Regions from separate parts of the Mus musculus genome. Here regions 2 and 3 are each linked to region 1. A link is a contact called in public Hi-C and HiChIP or PLAC-seq data. All regions are on one chromosome and are shown on one strand. The core of a region is the stretch at or near the end of the contact, and the rest is flanking DNA. Distances in the headings are between cores, read along the strand shown. Region 1 has its middle 6.6 kb from the start of Gm23057. Region 2 overlaps Tex9 (testis expressed gene 9). Region 3 overlaps Prtg (protogenin).

Region 1 (3,348 bases), core at 274-2,773:
CTCATGAGTATCTGGGACTGGGTGTGTGCACCTTGACTCAGCTGTGTGTGTTTAATTAAATTCGGGGCCGGTACACTTGTCTGAATGTGTACACAGGCACCAGGTTTGAAGTTTATGGTTAAAATGACTCAAGGGCAAAGATATTTAACTCTGTTAATATGTCAGTGAAAAAAACAGAACACCCCACAATTCTACAAGTTGTGGAAACTTTCACCCTGCCCCTTTAAGAACATGTCACCACCTCTAGACCTTTCCTTTTGGATTAATTCAGAGTCTATCTTTAGGAACTCCTCAGGCATTCTTTCCCTTTATACCTCAGGCTGAGTGCAGGTGGCAGGCGGCAGAGGGTATGTGACACCACTTAGTTCTGCACTGAGGAGGGAGGCCCTTCTGCCCTCTCTGCTTGCTAGCCTCCACTAAGGTACTTTTCTCTACTGTGGGTACCATTTGCTTTTGGGATTACTATCTTCTGCCCTGGATGCCTCCTGTATTTGCCGTGGCCCCTTGCTTGGGGTATAGCTCTCCCAGACTTACGTCCAACCCTTTGGGATCTACAGGTCTTCAAATGTAGCTGTGGACCCCGACCAAAGGCACGAAACCTACTGTAACCAGTCAAGCAGAGATGGTTGGTATTCTAAAGAAACACTGTGTCCTTCCTTCCCTCTGGTCTGCAGACTATTGAAACAATGGGCCCCAGTAAACGGGAATTTCCCCAAAAGCTCTTGCTGGGAGAAGAGAAAGTCAGAGGGGGAAAAATAAAATCAGGAAAGAGATCCACAATTCGTCAGACTGCGTTGTGGGAGAGGTAAGGAGGAACAGCGGTAGGTGGGACCACAGTCTGCCCCAGACTGCTTGCTTAGCCTGGCCCCTACTTAAAACTGAACCTTCCATCAGGACGGGCTCACTAGAGTTCTTTGTCCTTCTCAATGTGACCACATTGAATAAAAATCTCTTCTTTCTGTTTTCATTATTAACTGGGCTGCTTTTTTTGGCTTACTCAGGACGGTTGTCGAAACATACTTTCTTGAGGCCCAGGCTGGGGCCTCAAATCCAGTAACATTTATCTAGGATATTCTGGCCCCTTGAAGCTCACACGCCCCAACTCCACTTCTCTCTGCTCTCCCACCCTCCTCCAGCCCGGCTGTTTTGTTTGCAACCCTCCTTCGGTGTGGGGTGTTTTTCCAAGTCCCCAGACAGAAAGAATGCCTGAGCTGCCTCTCCTCTAAGATTCCCTTTCACCCAGCTGGAGAATTCCACCCTTCTGGCTTTCTCCCTAGGCTCCTCCCCCCTAACCAGGAAGGTCTTTTATTGCCTTTTTGTGTGTGACAGGAAATTGCAATGACCTCATGGTCGTATGGTTTATATTAAAAACTATACTATACCATGCCTCAGATCGAAATATTTGAGGATATTTCGTAAGTTTGAAACAGAACAAGCGGGCCCTTCTTATCAACCAGTAGGCCCTGAGCCTGTTTGCGCAACGTGTTATTCTTGCCCTCACCCCATCCCCCTCTCAGCTCCGGAGCTAGCCGCTTGCAGGTCACATGATCTGTAAACCCTAGCTAGGTCCATCCCCTCGAGACAGCAGTGCGAGCCGGGCCTGGAGAAGTCTGGGTATTTTCTGGGCTAGCTGTGGAAAGTGCTGGCCACTGCCGCGTTCCACCGCGGCTCCAGCTTCCTCCTAGGATCATCTCCCAGCCTCTCTGGTCTTGCTGTAATCGGTTTCTGAGAGATCTTCAGCGTCCAGTCTGCTTTCTCACTGCCTCTGTTTCTTGTGCATCTAATTATCTGTTCAGTATTGCACACGCGCGCGCGCGCGCACACACACACACACACACCCCCGTAAGGGTTTTTGTTGTTGTTGTTGTTGCCATTTTGAGACAATCTGCTGGATCCCAGGTTAGCCTCAAATTCACTTAGGAGCAGAGGGTGTCTGAGTTGCTGATTTACTTTAGCTCCTGAGTGCTGAGGTCACGTGTGCATCACCATGTCTGGTTTATAGGGAGCTGGGGCTTTGTGTATACCAGGCAAACACTCTAACAGCTAAGCTCCTCCCCCTCCCCCTCCTCTTTCTTTTCTTTCTTTGTTCTTTTTTAAGACAGAATTTCTCAGTGTAGGCCTGGCTATCCTGGAACTTGCTCTGTAGACAGACCAGGCTGGCCTCAAATTCAGAGATCCATCTGCCTCTGCCACCCGAGTGCTGGGATTAAAGGTGTGCGCCACCACTGCCTGGCTCACTGAGGGTTCTTGAAGTGTTTTCTTGATTAGAATATAATGGAGAGATCAGGCTTTGAAGACCTTCTGAAATGATGTTCAAGAGAAAACGAGTAATTCTTTGCGTCCCAGCTATAAAAGCCCCAGAACTTTTGAAAGCAGTGATGTTTAAACTAGAGTAAAAGTCATGAGCAAGAAATACAAAAATAAAAAGCACATCAACATATTTCAAAACCTCTCGCTACCAAAGCCCCAAAGGTACTGTGTCCGTCATATTGCCTTACGGGCAGCCATTTGCTGGTCTGTCTGCTCCTGTGCAGAGTTCTCAGCTGTTACAGTCTTGTGACTATTTTGGTCCTGTGCAGCTACATCAGATTCCAAGTAACCAGTTTTTAAGCCCTGTCTTAACTGGATATTTCATATGGGAACAGAATACATTTGATGCTTAAGTAATGGACTCTTAATAAAACTTACAGGCTGATGTTTTAGAGTTAACTTTATAACAGTATTTGAATATCCTCATTTTATGTAACCTATATCCTTTCATTTACAGCAAGTGAATTTACATTATTGCTCTATTAGAATTATAATAATTATTATAATTATTTTGGTCTTTTGAGACAGGTTCTTACTACATAGCCAAGCCTAGCCCAGCTTTGTGATCCCCAAAACGCAGTCTTCTGAGTGTCCAGAGTATAGGCAGATGGTGCCATGTCTCGTTCTCTCTCTCTCTCTCTCTCTCTCTCACTCACTCTCTCCATGTAGCCCTAGCTGTCTTGGAACTCACTGTATGAACAGGCTGGAGAGTGCTGGGATTAAAAGCACCATCTGGCTTTTTTTTGTTTTGTTTTGTTTTAGAATTATTTATGGTTATATGTAAGTACACTGCAGCTGTCTTCAGACACACCAGAAGAAGGCATCAGATCCCATTACAGATGGTTGTAAGCCACCATGTGGTTGCTGGGATTTGAACTCAGGACCTTCAGAAGAGCAGTCAGCGCTCTTAACCACTGAGCCATCTCTCCAGCCCCTCTTTTGTATTTTTAAGCATCTCAAATTAATAGTATGAGTAACTTTTATAGTGGAAAAATGTAGGAAAAGTAAGTTTGGGTTTACATTTTCTCTTACTTTACC
Region 2 (3,572 bases), core at 564-3,063, 180 kb after region 1:
TGTTTGATACACATGTAATTATCACAGATTGGAGAACAGACCCTTTTGCCATTATGTAATCATCTTGCCTCTTCCTAAGTCTGACTGAGGAACAACTGTACAGTCATGCAATGGAAAGAGGCTGATTTCTTTTGGCTACTATTTCTGTGGATTATCTTCTTCCATCCCTCACATGTCTTTAGAGATAAACCTGAACACAAGATGCCTGGTTTCCTCTTTTAAGAAGTGTGTGTGGAATCTTAGCTCCTTCTGCTGTCTTACTCCTTTTGTGAAACCTTCTCTTCAGTACGGCAAACACAGAACCTTCCTGGACCTAGTAACTTCTACTGTTCCATCTTTTCTGAGAGTTCAGATTTGGTGTCCTTGTTATTGCTGCGGATGAGTTCTCTGACCAGCTCTGTAGAATAAGTCTTTCACAGGCTTCTGAGACTCTCACTCCAGACATAATACTTCTGTCTGCCAGTGCTTTAAAGAAAGTGTGTGGGTAAAATGTGGGGCTCGTTCTTGGATCTCCAACTCGATGCAGTATCTCACAGTCCTGTTCTCTGTCTCGAGCCCAGCAGGACCACTGTAAACCTGTACAGTGGAAAGTCTTGCTAGGAATGATAGTGGAATATGTGGCTCTTACCTCAAACGACCATACCATGTGCAAATTCTGCTACTGAAAAGTCTTATGTTCTGTCAAGTTTAGGTTTATAGATTTTTTTAGAATTGAAAGTTAATTTTAAAAATATTTTTAAAGAGCTGACTGAAATTATTTAGTAATATAAAGAACAATGTTATATTTCAACTAAAATTTTTTTTATTTGCTTTCATAGGATATTACAAATGAAGACCATCAAAAAATTGAAGTGTTGAAATCAGAAAACAAAAAACTAGAAAGACAAAAAGGAGAATTAATGATAGGGTTCAAGAAGCAGTTGAAATTGATTGACATTTTGAAAAGGCAGAAGGTGAGTCTAACAATAGACGCTGTATCTCAGATACACTACAGACAGACCGTTCTGCCAAAAAGTTTGTTTTTACTTTGCTTATAATCTTACACATAAAATTGTATCTAAAGATGCACTGTATACGTGTGAAGTCACATCTGTGTAATACATAGTGAGGTTCACTGGTTTAAAACACACGCACGCACGCACGCACGCGCACACATACACAGATATGTTTGTATATATATTCCCTCCCAACTACAGAAAGTACCATTCATGAGAATGACTAATTTTAGTGGATTAATTTCCTCTTCAAACTTTGAGCAGTAATTCTAAAACACATTGTATCTTTCTTGAAACATGAAAAAAGACAATTCACAGCCCTCTCTCGTTACAAAGATCAGGTATAATGATATCAAATTATTCTTTTAACAGTAGCTTGGTCTTCATGTAATATCAATTTAAAGTGTTACACTTGCATGGTTAGTATGTATAATCCAACAATAGCTTATTTTTTTGATAGCATATTAACACAAACAAATTTTCTTTTGTTGTGTGTCCATCTCTAAATTGAACAATATATATTTTTTAAAAACAGATGCATATTGAAGCTGCCAAGATGCTGTCTTTCAGCGAGGAGGAGTTTATGAAGGCTCTTGAGTGGGGCAGTTCATGAGTGAGCAACTGCAATGGGATGCTCATTTGATATCAAGTGTAGTCTTCTTGCTGTTCATGAGTAATAAGAACATTTGTGAAATAAAAGAGTTAGATAATGACCTGGTGAAATAAACAGAATGTTTGGGAGGATGTTGGAAGACAAAGCCAGACGGCAACTCTGGCCTGACTTCCTTTTTCATTAGTAGTTATGAAATAAGGAAGCAAGACTTCGACTCTTAATTATCTTTTATGACCTACTAGACCTGGGAGAGGACAGAGAAGATGGCAGGGCAAGATTCTGGAGATCCCCAGCTGCAGCTGCTGAGTCTGCTGCAGGCCTGTGTGCTGTGCACGGCTGCTGCATCCAACAGCAGTGATGCAGGCTGGGACCAGAGGCTGTTGTGCAGGGGCTATGTGTGTGTTCTCTTGTTCAGTGGTTGTGCACACAGGAGACAAAATAGAGATGGAAACAGGGACACACTTACTGTACCAAAGGATCATAAGTATAAGTGATTATGAACAATTTGGATAACACAGAATGTTTAATTTCTGGAGATATACTACCAAGAATTAACTAAGATAGAAAAACCTGGACACACCCATAGTAAGAAGGGAGATCAAGTAGATCAAATCCATAATAAAAAGCTCTATTGGGAGCTGGTGTGATGGCACAGTGGTTACGGAGGGCATTGCTGCTATTGCAGAGGACCCAAATTCAGTTCCCAGCACCCACAGGGCTGCTCACAGCCACCTTTAACTCCAGCTCTAGGGGTTCAAGGCCCTTTTCTGGCCTCCATTGACCTCTGCACAAACGGGATACATAGACATGCACTCAGGGATACACATAAAATAAAAATAAATATTTAAAAAAATAAATCTCCTCAAAGAAAAACACAGGACCTGACGGCTTCACTGCCAGCTTCTACCAAACATTTAAAGATTGGCAGTTCTTCTCAAACTATTCCAAAACAGTGACATAAAGACATTTCCACATTCAAGTATGCTCATCCTGATACCGAAATCATGCAAGAGCAACAAACAAAACCAAGCCAACAACTCCCATAGTCCAGTATCTCTGATCAACTCAGATGCAGAAATGCTCCCCAGAACACCAGCAAACAACTTCTATACATCAAAAGATCCCTCATCACGATGCAGTGGGATTCAACCTAGATGATTTGACATTCAAATCAGTAAGCATGTCACACTGACAGAATGAAGAAAAGGTTTGTAAATTCAGTAGAGAGAAAAGCCCAAGACTGAGCAACACTTCATGACAAAACTGTCAGCAAAGTAGGTTACAGAAGGAATGTGCTGTAACGTGAGTCATATGTGACAAACCCACAGCCAACACACTGAACAGGGAAAAGCTGAAGCTTAGCCCCACGTATTTGTGTATCCAATCCTTTTATATTGTGACATGATATTGTGATCTTCAGAGTTCATACTGAAAGACTATGCAACAGAATTACAAATTAAAAAAATGAATTTTGTATAACATTTTAAGTTTGCTATTTGTAGTGGTCTGCATTAATCACATCCCAGGTTGCCCATCCCTATAAGACCTGAAATCAGACAGTTAAGAGCAATGGCTAGGCAGAGAGCACACGCCTTTAATCCCAGCACTCAGGAGGTAGAAGCAGGAAGATTTCTGTGAGTTCGAGGTTAGCCTGGACAGCCAGGCCCACACAGTGAAACTCTGTTTCCACCCTCTCCAAAACCTCCCCAAAAGAGCACTAGTTGCTCTTGCAGAGAACCCAGGTTTGGTTCCCACCGTGCGTATGGTCCCAGTCATCTGTAACTCCAGTTCCAGAGGCTAGGACACCGTCTTGAGGCATTCTTGAGCTCTGCAGACATCTAGTACACATATATGCAGGCAAGCACATGTAAAATTTTTTTTTTTTTTTTTTGGTTTTTCGAGACAGGGTTTCTCTGTGTAGCCCTGGCTGTCCTGGAACTCGCTCTGTAGACCAGGCTGGCCTC
Region 3 (3,423 bases), core at 330-2,829, 240 kb before region 1:
TGGGTTGCCCTGGCTGTCCTGGAACTCTCTTTGTAGACTAAGTTGGCCTCGAGCTCACAGAGATTCCCCTGCCCTTGCCTCCTGATTGCTGGGATGAAAAATGTGCACCCCCCTCCCCCCCACGGCTAGCCATCCAATAAACAGTTTTTAACAACTCCAGTTGTGTGTGTTCTGACCACTGGGTCTGTTTTTGCACTTTATGTAAACCTACTACATGTAACAGGCTGACTTAGTAGGAAGTTTTCATTCTGTATTTCTCCCAAACACCACCAAGTGCTCGGCAGCGATGGACAAAGACGGTGACAGTCCTGACAGGCGTGGAGCTCAAACAGCACAAACAGTGCAGTAAGGCCAACAATCCTTTGGCTTGCATCCTGGAAAACCCACACCAGAAAACAATTATTTACGAAGCCCTGGGCTGTGGACCAAAGACACAGATAAGCCAGGGTTATGAAGCCAGCCTTTGTTTCCTGCGGTGGCTGCTTGTTCACGAGGCCCCGGGATCTTCCAGGAGAGCCGGACCAGAGCCGGAGGTCAGGGTTTGATAAAATTAGGGGAAAACCTGAGGTCAAGACCATGAAAAAAACCTCACAGGAGCGGAGCACTCCACCCTTCCAGCCACCTTTCCAATTTATATCTAAGGTGCAGAGAGTTTGAATTGCCATTTTTCTATGGAAAACTCCCAGGCGGTGGGAAAAGCGACCCCCCCTCCCCCCACATCAAAGGAAGAGGAAGTAACCTCTAGACTTGAGCCACATCCGATGTTAATCTTCAATTAACAAACCAGATCGCACTGGAGTGGCCCCATGAAGCACCCTCAAGAAAATAGTGTTGTTTTAAAAATCACCATGGGTTGCTTTTAGTTATTTAGTTCTTAGTCAGGGATTTTTCATTTCTGGTGGTTGGGTAGGTGTGTACAAATGTGTTTGATAATGAGAGTGAAACCCAATGTGAGACTTCACAGCCTTAGCGTGGCTGTTTTAACCATACAGAAGGCCACTTCAATATATAGTTCTGAGGTCTGATTAATTTAGCTGTGTGGCTTTGTATTTGTAAGAGATTTTTATTTAAACAAAGCACGCGCGTGTCAGGTAAGGTGTTTAGTAAGACAACTGAGTGCTGTTTTAAAACTCACTACGTGAGGCCTTGCCTTATTTACTCAAAGGGCCACGAGAGAAAGCCTGCTGATAGCAGCCACAATATGCCGCCATGAAGACAGCTTCAGAGCCTAAGAGAGGCAAGCCAGAATATGTTTCCAAAGGTAAAGGGCACTCTCAAACTCTGCTGGCCTGAGGTCAGCTCGTGTAAAGATACTAAAAGAGGACACGGGAAGAGAGTTAGGAAGGTGAGAGGCTCTGCGGGGTGAGGCCCAGCACCCCACCGAATGTCCACTTTTAATTTAATCTTTTGTGTGGCCAGGTCTTGCAACAAGCCTGCTCAGGCTCATTGTTCCCCAGCAACCCCGACCAGAGCTCTCCTTGGTCTGGCCAGCCAGGGTGACTGCACTGCCCTGGAGCCTGTCCCTCCCAAACAATACCCCCCATATAATTATTCAGAGAGGAGGACGGCAGTAGGGGTTGCTGTGACACCTGGGTCGTGGCCTCTGACACAGAATCTGGGGCCAGCCCAAGTCTGGTCCAGCAGGCAGAGAGGCAGGAAAAATGCTAAGGGGGATGGGTGGGAACGGAAGGCGGAGAGCAGCTCTGGGCGTGAAGACACCACACTTAAGCATAGCACAGAAAGCCTAAATCTCATTTCAACAGTGGGCTGGCCTCAAGTTTCCCAAGTGACTGGAGTTTTCTTGCTAGGGAGACATTACTGGAGGAGTGGGTCTCTTGTTCTTTTTGCTTCTTTTTTTTTTTTAAAGCATTTTTCTAGTGATTATGCAAATATAACGGGTTTCTTAATCTTTCACACATACCTGTACCATGGTTCTAAGTTCCGGTCTGCATCATTACACAGCAGATCTTGTTAGGATCCATTCTTATATGACCAACACGCTTATTAGAATGGGAAAAAATTCAGAGCCTCAACTGTTTTTGTTCAAATGTGCTAGTGTGTTGAATTAAAAGTCAGATTCTAGCTGAGAATGTCAACCGTGCTTTAAGCTTAGATTAAAAATTCATCCCCTTTTACTTACAAGCTGACTTTCTGTGCGCCTGTTTATCATGAATGGTTTTCACTTTGTGAACAAACTTCACTTGTACTTGACTGAATATGCCAAAATGTTACAAAACTGTTCAGTGAGGCTGTGGAGTGTGTAAGTTCCCAAAGTAGGCTTTCCTGCAAGCCAAAGGGAGGGTATTTGTCTAAACCTGAAAAGCCTTGGGTCCTTTTGTTTGGCCTCCTGAAGGGCCTTAACACAAACACCTCTATCCCTGCCAGTGACAATGCTCCCTCTCTTAGTGAGTGCAGGATAATTGAAGGGAAAAATCCTTTCCATTTTAGAATCAACTTCCTATCAAAATAAGCATATACTACCGCCAATCTCTACCACAAAAACCTCCTCATCGAAGCCGTGACTGACTGCTAGAAACCCAGACAGAGGCAGCAGGCTTTCTCAATTAATACTGTGTATGCAACATTTCGATCATGTTATTTCTCTTTGGAGCATATATTTTTACTTTTACATGTCAGATTCCATTCACGAGGCATGATTAATCAAAAGTTTAGGGTGTAGAGCTCCTTGCTTGAGCCCTGCTGGAAGAGAACCCGACTCACACACTGAAAACCTAACCTAAAAGTGACATAGCCCACCCCCTCCCCCCTTTATGTTCAGATCTTACGTGCTTGTCTAAAGAGACACCTTTTCTGTGGGTCAGCATGAAAGAAAGGCAGTCCAGAGGTCCTGTTTTATAAGTTTAGTCTTCCACTATGGCATCATCAAACCGAGAGACGATGAAGGTTGATAACTTCCTACGGATAGGGGGGGAAAAAGGCTCCAAACGAATCTGTCACCTCCTTCTGGCTTCTGGGCACCAGGCACAGACATGGTCACAGGCATAGATGCTGGCAAAACACTCAGTCTAACTGTCCCCAAATTTATGACAGTTTATATTTGAACAGTACTAGTGAGGTTGTGCCATATACACGTTCCCAAATAAGCTAAGAGTAAAAGAAGGCAGATGTGGTCGGGCAATCCCTCAACGCTCGCACTCAGGAGGTAAAGCTAGGCAGAGCTCCCTGGAGTTTGTTTGAGGCCAGCCTGGTTTATACAGTGAGTTCCAGGCAAGCCTGGACTGCAGAGTGAAACCCTGCCTAACAAAACAAACAGAAACAAGTAAACTAAATGGATGGTTTATTCTAAATAAATCTCAATTCTGACACAAGAGAGTGTTAGCATATGTAATAAGACAATCGGAGGCTATTGAATTTACAAGTGAGATTTGTTACGAGAGCAAAGGAATAAAGTTCTTTGGTCAT

The links. Hi-C and Micro-C count contacts between places; a contact is called where the count stands out from the background. HiChIP or PLAC-seq counts read pairs in DNA pulled down with a chosen protein or histone mark.
Region 2: a contact with region 1 is called in an H3K4me3 HiChIP or PLAC-seq map of bone marrow-derived macrophages, with 3 times the contacts expected there. The contact joins two enhancer-like sites. A contact is called at or near these places in 3 of 39 promoter capture datasets (cranial neural crest, hippocampal neurons and pre-B cells), 1 of 15 datasets of contacts at CTCF or cohesin (pro-B cells), 3 of 484 Hi-C or Micro-C datasets (the G1E-ER4 cell line, bone marrow-derived macrophages and nephron progenitors), 3 of 115 datasets of contacts at active chromatin or transcription factors (T-cell acute lymphoblastic leukemia, bone marrow-derived macrophages and effector CD8 T cells) and 2 of 9 other capture datasets (adipose tissue and liver).
Region 3: a Hi-C map of the G1E-ER4 cell line shows a contact between it and region 1, with 3 times the contacts expected there. The contact joins two enhancer-like sites. A contact is called at or near these places in 1 of 39 promoter capture datasets (pre-B cells), 8 of 484 Hi-C or Micro-C datasets (the Ba/F3 cell line, the G1E-ER4 cell line, cortical neurons and 3 more) and 3 of 115 datasets of contacts at active chromatin or transcription factors (embryonic stem cells and extraembryonic endoderm stem cells).

Annotation. Positions count from the first base shown.
Region 1 is chr9:72,638,331-72,641,678 of GRCm38.p6, reverse strand. No RefSeq gene overlaps it. Among named protein-coding and RNA genes, the nearest start is that of Gm23057, 6.6 kb to the right of the region's middle. RefSeq lists an enhancer at 213-2,585. Within about 2 kb of position 1,523, at least 366 of the 459 cell types and tissues checked have an H3K27ac peak or open chromatin away from gene starts, as enhancers often do. A contact at or near this core is called in the G1E-ER4 cell line, bone marrow-derived macrophages, extraembryonic endoderm stem cells and 1 more, where this site is marked.
Region 2 is chr9:72,459,237-72,462,808 of GRCm38.p6, reverse strand. It overlaps Tex9 (testis expressed gene 9), which reads left to right. Exons shown (of 12, transcript NM_009359.4): 11 at 819-953; 12 at 1,531-3,572. The coding sequence ends at 1,608. Among named protein-coding and RNA genes, the nearest start is that of Mns1, 22 kb to the right of the region's middle. Within about 2 kb of position 1,813, at least 25 of the 459 cell types and tissues checked have an H3K27ac peak or open chromatin away from gene starts, as enhancers often do. A contact at or near this core is called in the G1E-ER4 cell line and bone marrow-derived macrophages, where this site is marked.
Region 3 is chr9:72,878,552-72,881,974 of GRCm38.p6, reverse strand. All of the region lies in intron 11 of Prtg (protogenin), which reads right to left. Among named protein-coding and RNA genes, the nearest start is that of Pygo1, 45 kb to the left of the region's middle. Within about 2 kb of position 1,579, at least 81 of the 459 cell types and tissues checked have an H3K27ac peak or open chromatin away from gene starts, as enhancers often do. A contact at or near this core is called in the G1E-ER4 cell line, extraembryonic endoderm stem cells and stem cell-derived neural stem cells, where this site is marked.